2 separate regions of the Macaca mulatta genome follow, and region 2 is linked to region 1. Evidence: chromatin contacts called from public Hi-C data. All regions are on one chromosome and are shown on one strand. Each heading gives the region's core, a stretch centred on a gene start, on an enhancer-like site or on the middle of the called end of the contact. The rest is flanking DNA. Distances are from core to core; before and after follow the strand shown.

Region 1 (6,759 bases), core at 1,244-3,743:
CCGCGCACACGCCCCTCGCCGAGTGCAGGGCGGCCGGTGTGGCCGGCGGGGAACGCGCGCCGCCGCCCCGCCCCGCCCCAGCCGGCCCCGCGCCCGAGCCGGTCCCCGCGGCCCGCGAGTGTGCGCGGCGAGGCACCTGCCGCCGAGCCCTGTGTGCCGGGCGCGCTCCGGGAGCTCCGAGGTGTGTCGGCGGCGCGCGGGCCTGCGTGCGCCAAGGCTGTCCGCCAGGGCGAGGGGCGTCCGTGCGCCCCTGGGCACGACTCCGCGGAGAAGAGTCCCCGTGCACCTGCCGGGGGTCCTCTGAGGTCGGGCCCCTCTGTGCGTGGGGGTGGGCTGAGGAGCATCTTACGGGGGCCTTCTACCCACCAGAGCCAGGACAAGGGGCAGATCAACCCCTCCCACACACTTCCCTGGTCTCCTACCTCTTTACTCTCTCTCAAATGGGCTCCCGCTTCCCCGGAGAAACCAGCTTGACTCTTGCTTACCGCCCACCCCACTGTGAACATCAGGGTGGTTCTCCCTTCCCCCTGCAGCCCCAGAACCTGGCTCAGTGCCCGGGGGAGAGGGGGCGGTACAGTGCTCTGTAACTGAAAGGGGCTTGCCTGGAGATGGGGCAGAGAGGAACTCCAAGGAGGTTGTAACAGGCTGGAGCGGTGTGTTTGCTCCAGGACTCCAGTGAGAAGTGCTGGGATGGGGCTGGGCTGGGGAACTGTGGTTGCCTGGTGCAGTGGCAGGCCAGGCTTGCAACCAGCTATTCGGCTTGCTCTGCCCAGGAGCCTGGGTGCTCTCCCTGGGTGTATGTAGGGGCTCTGGAAGATGTCTTACAGCAGAAGGAGCAGAGATGCACACAGACATGTAGAAATGCATGCACAGAGTACAGTCATGCACGTGCACCCAGAACACGAGCACACGTGACCTCGGTGTGCACACACCCCACTAATCACACACACTAATCATACACCACTAATCACACACACTAATCACACACACTAATCATACACTGCTAATCACACACACTAATCATACACACTAATCACACACACTAATCACACACACTAATCATACACCACTAATCACACACACTAATCACACACACTAATCATACACTGCTAATCACACACACTAATCATACACACTAATCACACACACTAATCACACACACTAATCATACACCACTAATCACACACACTAATCATACACCACTAATCACACACACTAATCACACACACTAATCATACACACTAATCACACACACTAATCATACACCACTAATCACACACACTAATCACACACACTAATCACACACACTAATCATACACCACTAATCACACACACTAATCATACACACTAATCACACACACTAATCGCACACACTAATCATACACACACTAATCGCACACACTAGTCACACACACTAATCACACACACTAATCATACACACACTAATCACACACCCCACTAATCACACACACTAATCATACACCACTAATCGCACACATAGAATTCACTCACATGCTTGACAGCCGTGTTCATGTGCTGACGTGTTCCCTACAGGTCAACTACGGTTGTTTATTTCAATTAGCTCTCCAGGAGCTGAGGATGTGGCTCTCACCAGAATGTCCAAGGCATGTTGGTGGGCGTGGGTGGGGTCTCTAGTCCCACTGGAGGGACAGATGCATGAATGGAGGTTCAAGAATATGAGTGCTAGGCCAGGCGCGGTGGCTCAGGCCTGTAATCCCAGCACTTTGGGAGGTCGAGGCAGGCGGATCACGAGGTCAGGAGATCGAGACCATCCTGTGAATGGTGAAACCCCGTCTCTACTAAAAACACAAAAAATTACCCGGGTGTGGTGACGGGCGCCTGTAGTCCCAGCTACTCCGGAGGCTGAGGCTGGAGAATGGCGTGAACCCGGGAGGCGGAGCTTGCAGTGAGCCGAGATTGCGCCACTGCACTCCAGCCTGGGCAACAGAGCGAGACACCGTCTCAACAACAACAACAACAACAACAAAAAAGAATATGAGTGCTGAAAGCTTAGGGCAGCAGTGTGCGCCCAGGACGCACACGGACAGGTGTGCCCATAACCAGTACACACAAGCTCTGCACAACTGGACAGGGTACAGCTCTGCTTGGAAGTGATCAGGGCCCACCCGGGGCGAGGGCGGGCAGCTGGGCTGGTTCAGAGGGAGGGGACCACGGGTCCTATTGGCACAGACAGGTCTCCTCGGGAATGCATGAGAGCACTCGGGAAGGAGCGATGCCTCAGGCTATTTTTGGCCCCCCGGGGCCTGTTAGGGTCCCAGTGCAGGCTCGGCCTGGCTCTCCCCGCCTCGCCACGAGGAGGCGCTCCCGCGCACGCGCCTGCCACGTCCCCTCCCCTTAGCCGCGGCCGGAAGTCGTCGAACCGGCACGTCGGGGCTTCCGCCCGGGGAGTAAAAAAGTGGGCGGGGCGTGTGCGGACTGAGGGCTCTGCTTCCGGGGCGCGGGTGACGCGACGTTCGCGACACCTTCCTGCGGAGCGCCTCGGACGTCGAAGCCTGGAGTCTCTGCTGCTTCCCCTCTTCCGCTGCCTCATTCCGTTGCTTCCTAGCCTTGGTCGTCGCCGCCGCCATGAACAAGAAGAAGAAGCCGTTCCTGGGGATGCCCGCTCCGCTCGGCTACGTGCCGGGGCTGGGCCGGGGGTGAGGCCTGGAGCGGCGCGCCAGGGGCGGGGACCCGGCTAGCGGAGCGCAGTGCGCGTGTTTGGGGGCGGGGGTCTGTGGCCGCGCTGTCTAAAAGACGCTTGGTGGATCGGCTTAATCCCTGCAGGAAGCAACGGGCTTTGGGGTCAGGACATAAGTGTGTGCACCCTGCCTGCCGCCTAGATGGGACATGTTGGCTCTCAGCCCAGTGTTTTGGTCTGTAAGATGGGGAATGATGTATGCAGTCTGCAGTGAGGTGTAGAGGAATCTGATGTGTAGTGGAAACACGCGACCACCTTCCCCAGGTCAGGCTGACACACCCCCCGCCCCGCCCCGCCTTAAGCGTGCCTGGGTCCTCCTTGCCTGCAACACAGATGACCACCATACGTTGCTGGATAAGTGAGCAGTCGTTGTTACCCTATTTGGCTATTCATTTGATGAGGAAAACTACTGGGTTTTTCTTGGTGGTGGTATTATATTAGAATCTGTGGGGCACACACAAAGCTCCGATAGTGACAGCATCATCAGAGGACCAGAAGCTCACTAAGGAGGGTTTGGTATTAGCATAAATAAGCACGTAAAGAAGACCAGATTTAGAACCCAATGCTTAATGGAGAGTAGCATTGGAGTCAAGTTTAGTAGGAGAGCTGGACTTAGGGCTGCAGAAACGTGGTAGCGATAAAAGAGAAACTGACATTCTGTGTGCAGGAGTTCGGAAAAAAGTGAGGTAAGGAGGAAGCCCAGAGAACAGGAGGGAGTCCAGTGTGAGTGGAATGTGCAACCAATAGAAAAGAGCTCAGGAAGTTGGAGAGGCTTTGAGCGTCAGGCTGCAGCTCCTGGATGTATTAGAAAGACCATGACCCTTCAGAATTATTATTATTTTTTGAGACGGAGTCTTGCTCTGTATGGAGTGCGATGGCGTGATCTCAGCTCACTGCAACCTCTGCCTCCCCGGTTCAAGCAGTTTTCTGCCTCAGCCTCCTGAGTAGCTGGGATTATAGGTGCCCACCACCACACCTGGCTAATTTTTATATTTTCAGTAGAGACAGGGTTTCACCATGTTGGCCAGGGGGGTCTTGAACTCCTGACCTCATGATCCACCTGCCTCAGTCTCCCAAAGTGTTGGAATTACAGGCATGAGCCCCTGCGCCCGGCCCAGAATTTTTTAGTCAGAGCTGTGTTTTGGAAAGAATCATCTGGCAGAGCATGGGTTGAAGTAGAAGAAGGCTAAAGGCAGGGAGAGCTACCTTGGTTTCCAGCTGTGATGCGAGTCATAGTCTGGGAAGGAGGGATTTTGAAGGTGGATTCATTAGTACTTGGGGACAGACAGGATGGGGAAAGTGGGAGAGGGAGGCAAAGATTATGTCATCTGGGACAGCAGTGCTGTTATCAGCTGAAACACCCCAGAGCAGCTATAAGGTGGGTACAGAAGAGGACCTCAGTTTGGGCCAACTTGGGTTTAAGGGCCTAGTTGGATGTGGAGGGGGAGATGATGGAAACCTTAGGGTGGAGAGAGATTGCCTTGGTAACATCGTCAGGATAGGCTAAAACCTTCAGGTAAGCAGAGAAGATCGGTAGCGTTTGAGACTGCAGATCATTGTCACCAGGATCTTTGGAGGTTTCCCAGAGGTGTTAGAAAAAGAGGTGTTAGTAAGTGATGACCAGGGGTGGAGAAGAGCACAGGAACAGAGTTGTTCAGATACCGGGTGTCCTGGGGGTCTCCCGCAGCGCCACTGGCTTCACCACACGGTCAGACATCGGGCCCGCCCGTGATGCAAATGATCCCGTGGATGATCGCCACGCGCCCCCAGGCAAGAGAACTGTTGGGGACCAGATGAAGAAAAACCAGGCTGCTGACGATGACGATGAGGATCTAAATGACACCAATTACGACGAGGTGAGATGTGTCCAGCTTTCGTGGCTCCTCCAGCCAGTCTCTGGGAGCAGCTGACCTCACCATTGTGTGTTGGTGTCTGTAATGAATGGCTTGGAGTGGCTCATGCATTTAAAATTTCAGCTATTCATGGGACATCTTTACAGAGAGTGAGAGGGAGGAGGAAAAATATGAGACGAAGTTTCACTCTTGTCAGAGGAGGTGTTCTTGCAGATGTTGGGACCGCTGCCTTGGCATTTCGTGTTGGCCAGTCTTTTTTTTTTTGAGACGGAGTTTTGCTCTTGTTGGCCAGGCTGGAGTGCAGTTGTTTTTATTTATTTATTTTTTTTTTGAGACCGAGTCTGGCTCTGTCGCCCAGGCTGGAGTGCAGTGGCCGGATCTCAGCTCACTGCAAGCTCCGTCTCCCGGGTTTACGCCATTCTCCTGCCTCAGCCTCCCGAGTAGCTGGTACTACAGGCGCCCGCCACATCGCCCGGCTAGTTTTTTGTATTTTTTTGAGTAGAGACGGGGTTTCAACGTGTTAGCCAGGATGGTCTCGATCTCCTGACCTCGTGATCCGCCCATCTCGGCCTCCCAAAGTGCTGGGATTACAGACTTGAGCCACCGCGCCCGGCCTGGAGTGCAGTTGTGCGATCTCAGCTCATCGTGACCTCCGCCTCCCGGGTTCAAGCGATTTCTCTTGCCTCAGCCTCCTGAGTAGCTGGGATTACAGGCATGTGCCACCATGGCCGGCTAATTTTGTATTTTTAGTAGATACAGGGTTTCTCCATGTTGGTCAGGCTGGTCTCGAACTCCTGACTTCAGGTGATCTGCCCACCTCGGCCTCCCATAGTGTTGGGATTACAGGTCTGAGCCACCGCGCCTGGCTGCCAGTCTTTAATGATAAAAACTTAAAGTGGAATTGGTGACAGTGTTTGCTTTTTTTGGCTTTAGTGCTTGCCCTCTAAAAAGACATCTACAGAAAAACCTCAGCTGACTGAATATCGATTAACTGTCTTCTAACATGTGACGCCTTTCCTCTGAGGAATATTTAAAAAAATAATTTTAGTTTTGAGGCCAGGCATGGTGGCCCACACCTATAATCCCAGCACTTTGGGAGGCTGAGGCAGGCAGATCACCAGGTCAGGAGATCGAGACCATCCTGGCTAACACGGTGAAATCCTGTCTCTACTAAAAATACACAAAAATTAGCCGGGCGCGGTGGCGGGCGCCTGTGGTCCCAGCTGCTTGGGAGGCTGAGGCAGGAGAATGGTGTGAACCTGGGAGGCGGAGCTTGCAGTGAGCTGAGGTCGTGCCACTGCACTCCAGCCTGGGCAACAGAGTAAGACTCCGTCTCAAAAACAAACAAACAAAAAATTTAGTTTTGAAATAATTTTAAATTTGCAGGAACTTGCAAAAATAGTGCCAAAAAAAAAAAAAAGTTTCTGCATATCTTTCACCAAGCTTCTCCCCATCTTACATGACCTCAGTGCAGTTATTGAAACGAAAGAGTTAACATCGACACAGTACTGTTAACTAATCTGTCAGTCGTATTTGCATTTCATGTGTTTCCACGAATGTCCGTTTTCTGACTTAGGCTCAGTTCAGGAACCCCCGTTGCATTTTGTCATGTCTCCTTGGTACCTTCCAGTTGGAGCGGCTCCTCTGTCTTTCATGCCCTTGACACTTGAAGAGTAGTCACCAGTTATATTGTAGACTGTCCCTCAATTTGGCTTCGTTGGCTGGAGAAAATAATTTAGCAAGTATTTCACAAGTAGAGATGATCTCTGTTTCTGCTGGTGGGGATGGTGATGGAGGAAAAGCTGACCTCTCTGCACATGTCGTTTGCTTCTCAGTTTAATGGCTACGCTGGGAGCCTCTTCTCAAGCGGACCCTATGAGAAAGATGACGAGGAAGCGGATGCCATTTACGCAGCCCTGGATAAAAGGATGGATGAAAGAAGAAAAGAAAGACGGTAAAAGAGATTGTTGCCTTTCACGATGTTTATCCAACTTTAAAAAAAGTTTTGAGGCCAGGCGCAGTGGCTCACGTGTGTAATCCTATCACTTTGGGAGGCCAACGTAGGACGATAGCTAGAGCCCAGGGGTTTGAGACCAGTGTGGGCAACATAGCGAGACCTCATCTCTACACATAATTTAAAAATTAGTCAAATGGTGCACACCTGTAGTCCCAGCTACTTGGGTGGCT
Region 2 (6,302 bases), core at 2,726-5,225, 57 kb after region 1:
CGGGTGGGTGGGGCACAGCATCCTCGACGCCCCCCCCCAAGGCAGTCTCTGCCTCCACATCCGTTTTCTGCTTATAGCCTCACAGCTCCACACCCTGGAACTGAGGTGCCCAGTTCCTCAGAGTGGCCTGTCTGCTGGCGTATTTTAATGAGTTACTTGCTGGCTGGGGCCTGGGCTCACTTGAGGAATGGGAATGGAGTTGGCCTTTTTCTTGGGCCTGAGCCTGGGTATGGCTTTCTAGGAGAGCCTGGACAGCAGCCCCTCCGCTCCCACCTGCCCCCCAGAGCTGTGCTGGAGGCGGTCAGGCTGTCCTGGTCTTCCCTGGAAAGTGTTGCCAGCCCACATGAACCCTAACTCCTTGTTTGGAGAAGGCAGATGTGACCACTTGTGTGAGGCACAGACATGGGGAGCCTGGCTCAGCTCCTCATCTGTGCGCTGAGGCTGGGGGGTCCGTGCTCCTCAGGCTCCTTTGAGGAACACACCTGAAAGAGCCTTGCCTTCTGCTGCAGGGCCTGTGCCCCCTCGCCCGCCAGTTGGGGTCGGTCCTGCCAGAGCCAGGTCTGCATGGGGGCAGGCGAGAAGCAGGCGAGGTCTGGGGAGTAGCGTGGGAGGACCCCTGCCTGAAGTGCCCTGTGGTCCCCCCAGGAGCAGCAGGAGGAGGTGCGGAAGCGCTGCGAGAGCGCAGAGCCGCGGCATGGGGAGCTGTGGTGTGCCGTGTCCAAGGACATCGCCAACTGGCAGAAGAAGATCGGGGACATCCTTAGGCTGGTGGCCGGCCGCATCAAGAACACCTTCTGATGGACCGGTCGCTCGCCGTGGCCGGTCTCCGTGGGGCAGGGTTGGGCCGCACGTGGGAGGGCCTGTGGAAGGGCCCTGAGCCGTGTCCTCCTTCATTAAAAGTTTTTATGTCTCGTGTCAGAGCAGGCAGCCTGCTGGTTTTCTCTGGGGCCTTCCCTGGCTCCTGCTTCTGCTGCCCCAGTCTGGCCTGTCCTGGTGTGTCCCACACTGTCCTGGCGTGTCCCACGCTGTCCTGGCGTGTCCCACGCTGTCCTGGCCTGTCCCACACTGTCCTGGCTGTGATCACCCTTGCCTGGGCAGAAGCCTCTTGCAGATAGCCAGTGTCTCACAGAGGAGGCACTGTGGCGGTGCCCGGGTTCCCCCAGATAGCCAGTGTCTCACAGAGGAGGCACTGTGGCGGTGCCCGGGTTCCCCCAGATAGCCAGTGTCTCACAGAGGAGGCACTGTGGCGGTGCCCGGGTTCCCCCAGATAGCCAGTGTCTCACAGAGGCGGCACTGTGGCGGTGCCCGGGTTCCCCCAGATAGCCAGTGTCTCACAGAGGAGGCACTGTGGAGGTGCCCGGGTTCCCCCAGATAGCCAGTGTCTCACAGAGGAGGCACTGTGGAGGTGCCCGGGTTCCCCCAGATAGCCAGTGTCTCACAGAGGAGGCACTGTGGAGGTGCCCGGGTTCCCCAAGATAGCCAGTGTCTCACAGAGGCGGCACTGTGGAGGTGCCCGGGTTCCCCCAGACTGTAGAGAAGGTGGTGGGAGTGCAGATGTTCTGGCCGAAAGCCCTGTGTGGGGACAGCTGGAGATAGTGGGGACCGAGCTGCCTGCAGGACCAAGGTGCTCGCAGGAGCCTGGCAGCCGCCTGCAAGGGTCTTGGTCAGGGGACAGCTGGGGCCTCCCTGGAGTCTGAGTGCAAACAGAACTCAGCTCTGCCCAGGGCCTCTCCATACAGCCTCCCAGGCCCCTCAGGCATGTGTCGAGTGACAGTGTCACCAGTAAGAGGCGTTCTTACCTTTGGAGGTGAGTTTATTTATTTATTTATTTATTTTTGAGACAGAGTCTCGCTTTGTTGCCCAGGCTGGAGTGCAGTGGCACGATCTCGGTTCACTGCAACCTCTGCCTCCTGGGTTCAAGCAGTTCTCCTGTCTCAGCCTCCCGAGTAGCTGGTACTACAGGCGCCCGCTCCCAAACTCCTGACCTCAGGTGATCCGTCTGCCTCGGCCTCCCAAAGTGCTGGGATTACAGGCGTGAGCCACCGCACCCGGCCGTGAGTTTATTTTTGCTAATTTAACCTTAAAGCACTGTAATGGTTCTCATCTCTAGGTTGAACGTTGCATTACCTGGGAGAGTTGGCTGCTTTTCAACCTTAGCTGCATAAGGATAAAGGACGTCGTCAGGCCTGGGATCGTGTGTGTGTATCCGGCTGGGAGCCAGCTGGCTCTTGTGTAGGCCAGGGCTGGAGACATCTGGCTGGAGCTGGTGGCTGGCCCAGAGGGTGTGGGTGGACAGCTGTTAAGCCCTGCAGGGGAGGAGGAGGGCACTGTCACGTGGGCCAAGAAGGCTGCTGGAGAGCAGCTGTCCCTGGACGTTCCTTGTGAGAGGGGAGTCCCGGAGGGTCCCAACCTGTTTTGTGGTACCAGTGGCAGGGCCTGTGGTGGTGGTCAGTCACTGACCCACAGCTCTGCCCTCCTGCACGTGGGGGCCTGTGCTAGGCCTTGTGGTCTGCCTGCTCCTGACGAGTGAGAATGGCTGGGGTGGGGGATCCCTGTCTGCACATGGGGTGGTCCTGGTAGACCAGAATGTGGGTATGGCTCCCCCTTCCCTGTGGTTCTGGGGACCTCGAGGACATGGCCAGTCCAGGGCAAGGGACCTGCCACCCGTGTGGGGTCAGGAACTGCTGGTCTCTGCTGGGCAGGCAACCTGGGGTCCAGCTCAAATCGTTGAAATCTGGAAGTCCTTCCTCTCGCCCCGTCCTGAGGAGCAGCTGCTGGAGCTTCATGAGTGTTTTCATTCAGACTTGTGGAGGAGTTTCCTTTGATCTTTCATGGAGACATGGAAGCATGAGGGAGCCTTCAACATTTACTCTGAAGACGAAGAGAGAGCTGCAGCCTTTTGGAGTTTGTAAAGTCAGCCCGGTCCTGTACAGACGTGGACACCGAGGCCGAGGAAGTTTGTAAAGTCAGCCCGGTCCTGTACAGACGTGGACACCGAGGCCGAGGAAGTTTGTAAAGTCAGCCCGGTCCTGTACAGACGTGGACACCGAGGCCGAGGAAGTTTGTAAAGTCACCCCGGTCCTGTACAGACGTGGACACCGAGGCCGAGGAAGTTTGTAAAACCAGCCCGGTCCTGTACAGACGTGGACACCGAGGCCGAGGAAGTTTGTAAAGTCATCCCGGTCCTGTACAGACGTGGACACCGAGGCCGAGGAAGTTTGTAAAGTCAGCCCGGTCCTGTACAGACGTGGACACCGAGGCCGAGGAAGTTTGTAAAGTCATCCCGGTCCTGTACAGACGTGGACACCGAGGCCGAGGATGTTTGTAAAACCAGCCCGGTCCTGTACAGACGTGGACACCGAGGCCGAGGATGTTTGTAAAACCAGCCCGGTCCTGTACAGATGTGGACACCGAGGCCGAGGAAGTTTGTAAAACCAGCCCGGTCCTGTACAGACGTGGACACCGAGGCCGAGGAAGTTTGTAAAGTCATCCCGGTCCTGTACAGACGTGGACACCGAGGCCGAGGAAGTTTGTAAAGTCATCCCGGTCCTGTACAGACGTGGACACCGAGGCCGAGGAAGTTTGTAAAGTCAGCCCGGTCCTGTACAGACGTGGACACCGAGGCCGAGGAAGTTTGTAAAGTCATCCCGGTCCTGTACAGACGTGGACACCGAGGCCGAGGATGTTTGTAAAACCAGCCCGGTCCTGTACAGACGTGGACACCGAGGCCGAGGATGTTTGTAAAACCAGCCCGGTCCTGTACAGACGTGGACACCGAGGCCGAGGAAGTTTGTAAAACCAGCCCGGTCCTGTACAGACGTGGACACCGAGGCCGAGGAAGTTTGTAAAACCAGCCCGGTCCTGTACAGACGTGGACACCGAGGCCGAGGAAGTTTGTAAAGTCATCCCGGTCCTGTACAGATGTGGACACCGAGGCCGAGGAAGTTTGTAAAACCATCTCGGTCCTGTACAGATGTGGAAATTGAGGCTTAGGAATTTTGAAAAGCCAGCCTGGCCCCGTATAGATGTGGAAACAGGCCTAGGAAGGAAGCACTTCTCTGACCTCAGCTGGGTGGGCATTGAGGGGTCACACAGAAAAGAATGTATCAGGCCGTGTTCAGGGGAGGCTTCCTGCAGGGCCCCTGGAAAGTTCCAGAGCACTTGCGTTGTCCATGTGTGTCTCCTCTTTCTTGCCTGTGTGGGGTTTTCTCAGATGCTTTGAGGCCAAGCTACAGTTGTGCGTCACTTAACGGTGGGGACACATTCTGAGAAACACCTCCTTAGGTGATGTTGTCTTGCAGATATTAGAGTGCATTTACCCAAGGCTGGCAGGCAAGGCCTCCTGCACCCCCAGGCTGTGTGCCAGAGCCTGGGGCTCCTGGGCTGCAGACCCGCACAGCCTGTCACAGCATTTAATCACATCCAAACACAGAAAAAGCAAAAACGTAAAGATGTAGTGTTACAATCCTAGGGGACTCCTGTCACCTGTGTGGTCTGTTCTTGACTGTTGTGTGAATCACTGACTTTTCCCCCTGGGAAACTACCTTAACCTGTCTCCAGCGGAGATTTTTCAGCCCACGAAGGCGAGCTGCGCCTCGTGTTCAGCCCACAAAGGTGAGCTGCGCCTCGGAGGCTGCTCTTGTTCCAACGGAGATTTGTTCAGCCCACGAAGGCGAGCTGCGCCTCGGAGGCTGCTCTTGTTCCAACGGAGATTTGTTCAGCCCACGAAGGTGAGCTGCGCCTCGGAGGCTGCTCTTGTTCCAACGGAGATTTTTCAGCCCACGAAGGCGAGCTGCGCCTCGGAGGTCGCTCTTGTTCCAACGGAGATTTGTTCAGCCCACGAAGGCGAGCTGCGCCTCGGAGGCTGCTCTTGTTCCAACGGAGATTTGTTCAGCCCACGAAGGCGAGCTGCGCCTCGTGTTCAGCCCACGAAGGCGAGCTGCGCCTCGGAGGCTGCTCTTGTTCCAACGGAGATTTTTCAGCCCACGAAGGCGAGCTGCGCCTTGGAGGTCGCTCTTGTTCCAACGGAGATTTGTTCAGCCCACGAAGGCGAGCTGCGCCTCGGAGGCTGCTCTTGTTCCAACGGAGATTTGTTCAGCCCACGAAGGCGAGCTGCGCCTCGGAGGTTGCTCTTGTTCCAATGGAGATTTGTTCAGCCCACGAAGGCAAGCTGCGCCTCGTGTTCAGCCCACGAAGGCGAGCTGCGCCTCGGAGGCTGCTCTTGTTCCAACGGAGATTTGTTCAGCCCACGAAGGCGAGCTGCGCCTCGTGTTCAGCCCACGAAGGCGAGCTGCGCCTCGGAGGCTGCTCTTGTTCCAACGGAGATTTGTTCAGCCCACGAAGGCGAGCTGCGCCTCGTGTTCAGCCCACGAAGGCGAGCTGCGCCTCGGAGGCTGCTCTTGTTCCGAGGTGTCTTCACCACGGCCTGTCAGGCTGCAAACCAGAGCGCCTGCCCCAGACGGCAGCAGAAGTGACAGCAGCCAAGGATGGGGACCCGCCAGCTCCCGGTGTCTTTACGCAGAGTCACAGCCCCAGCGAGACCCCTCAGCCCAGGAGGAGTGAGGCCGGGCCAGCAGCGGGGGCCCGGGAAGCCCCACGTCTTGGGACCTGCTGGGGCAGGGCCCCCTGGATGTCAGGCTGCAGGTCCAGCAGCTGGGGCGGGCATGAGGGCCTCCTGCCAGCTCTGCCCATCAGCCAGCTCCCTGGGAGAGGCAGCACTTGCCGGCCACAGAGTTGGCCCCAGTCTCACCTGGCTCCCCTCCCCCACCAGCTGGGCCCTGCACCGCCCAGCCCACACAGCGCCCCGCCCCTCCTTGACAGAACAGTATCTCTGGGACTGACAAGTTAATCCAAGACCCACATTAGCCCTGGATCCCCTGGGAGAGGTGGCTACTCAGTTCCAGGGCCAGGTTAATTGAAGTGATAGGGAGTGGGGAGGAGGGGGCAGGGCTGGGATTGCGTGGCCTCCTTCCCTCTCCTGCTCCCTCCCTCAGCTTGGAGGAGCCAACTTCAAAAGCCTCCGCCTGGCCTGCCCCTCTGCAGTCCTCCAGGCAGCCTGTCCAGGGAAGCCGTTGGCTGGTGGTGGACCTGGTGCGGTGGTGCACACCCCGTCCGAGGACCCCAGGATCATGTGTGTGGCCTGCTGGCGGGAGTGAGGGAGGGCAAGACGCTGAAAGGCCCATGGTGAGCAGCTGTGGGCCTCCTCTAGGGAGGGGCTCACTTGGGTGGAGGGGCTGGGGGTACACACAGCTCAGGAGACACTGCTTGTTCCCCTGAGTCCCACCGGGAAATCTCCGGTTGGC

What was found. Hi-C and Micro-C count contacts between places; a contact is called where the count stands out from the background.
Region 2: a contact with region 1 is called in a Hi-C map of cortical neurons, with 2.3 times the contacts expected there. The contact joins the promoter of C10H20orf204 here to the promoter of PRPF6 in region 1. A contact is called at or near these places in 2 of 14 Hi-C or Micro-C datasets (cortical neurons and liver).

The regions. Positions count from the first base shown.
Region 1 is chr10:116,865,322-116,872,080 of T2T-MMU8v2.0, forward strand. PRPF6 (pre-mRNA processing factor 6) reads left to right here and starts at 2,494. Exons shown (of 22, transcript XM_077952201.1): 1 at 2,494-2,678; 2 at 4,407-4,575; 3 at 6,408-6,526. SAMD10 (sterile alpha motif domain containing 10) reads right to left here and starts at 408. Exons shown (of 5, transcript XM_077952215.1): 1 at 1-408. The coding sequence starts at 344.
Region 2 is chr10:116,920,956-116,927,257 of T2T-MMU8v2.0, forward strand. It overlaps C10H20orf204 (chromosome 10 C20orf204 homolog), which reads left to right and starts at 3,976. Exons shown (of 4, transcript XM_028828561.2): 1 at 3,976-6,183. The coding sequence starts at 6,181. It overlaps PRPF6 (pre-mRNA processing factor 6), which reads left to right. Exons shown (of 22, transcript XM_077952201.1): 22 at 646-918. The coding sequence ends at 798.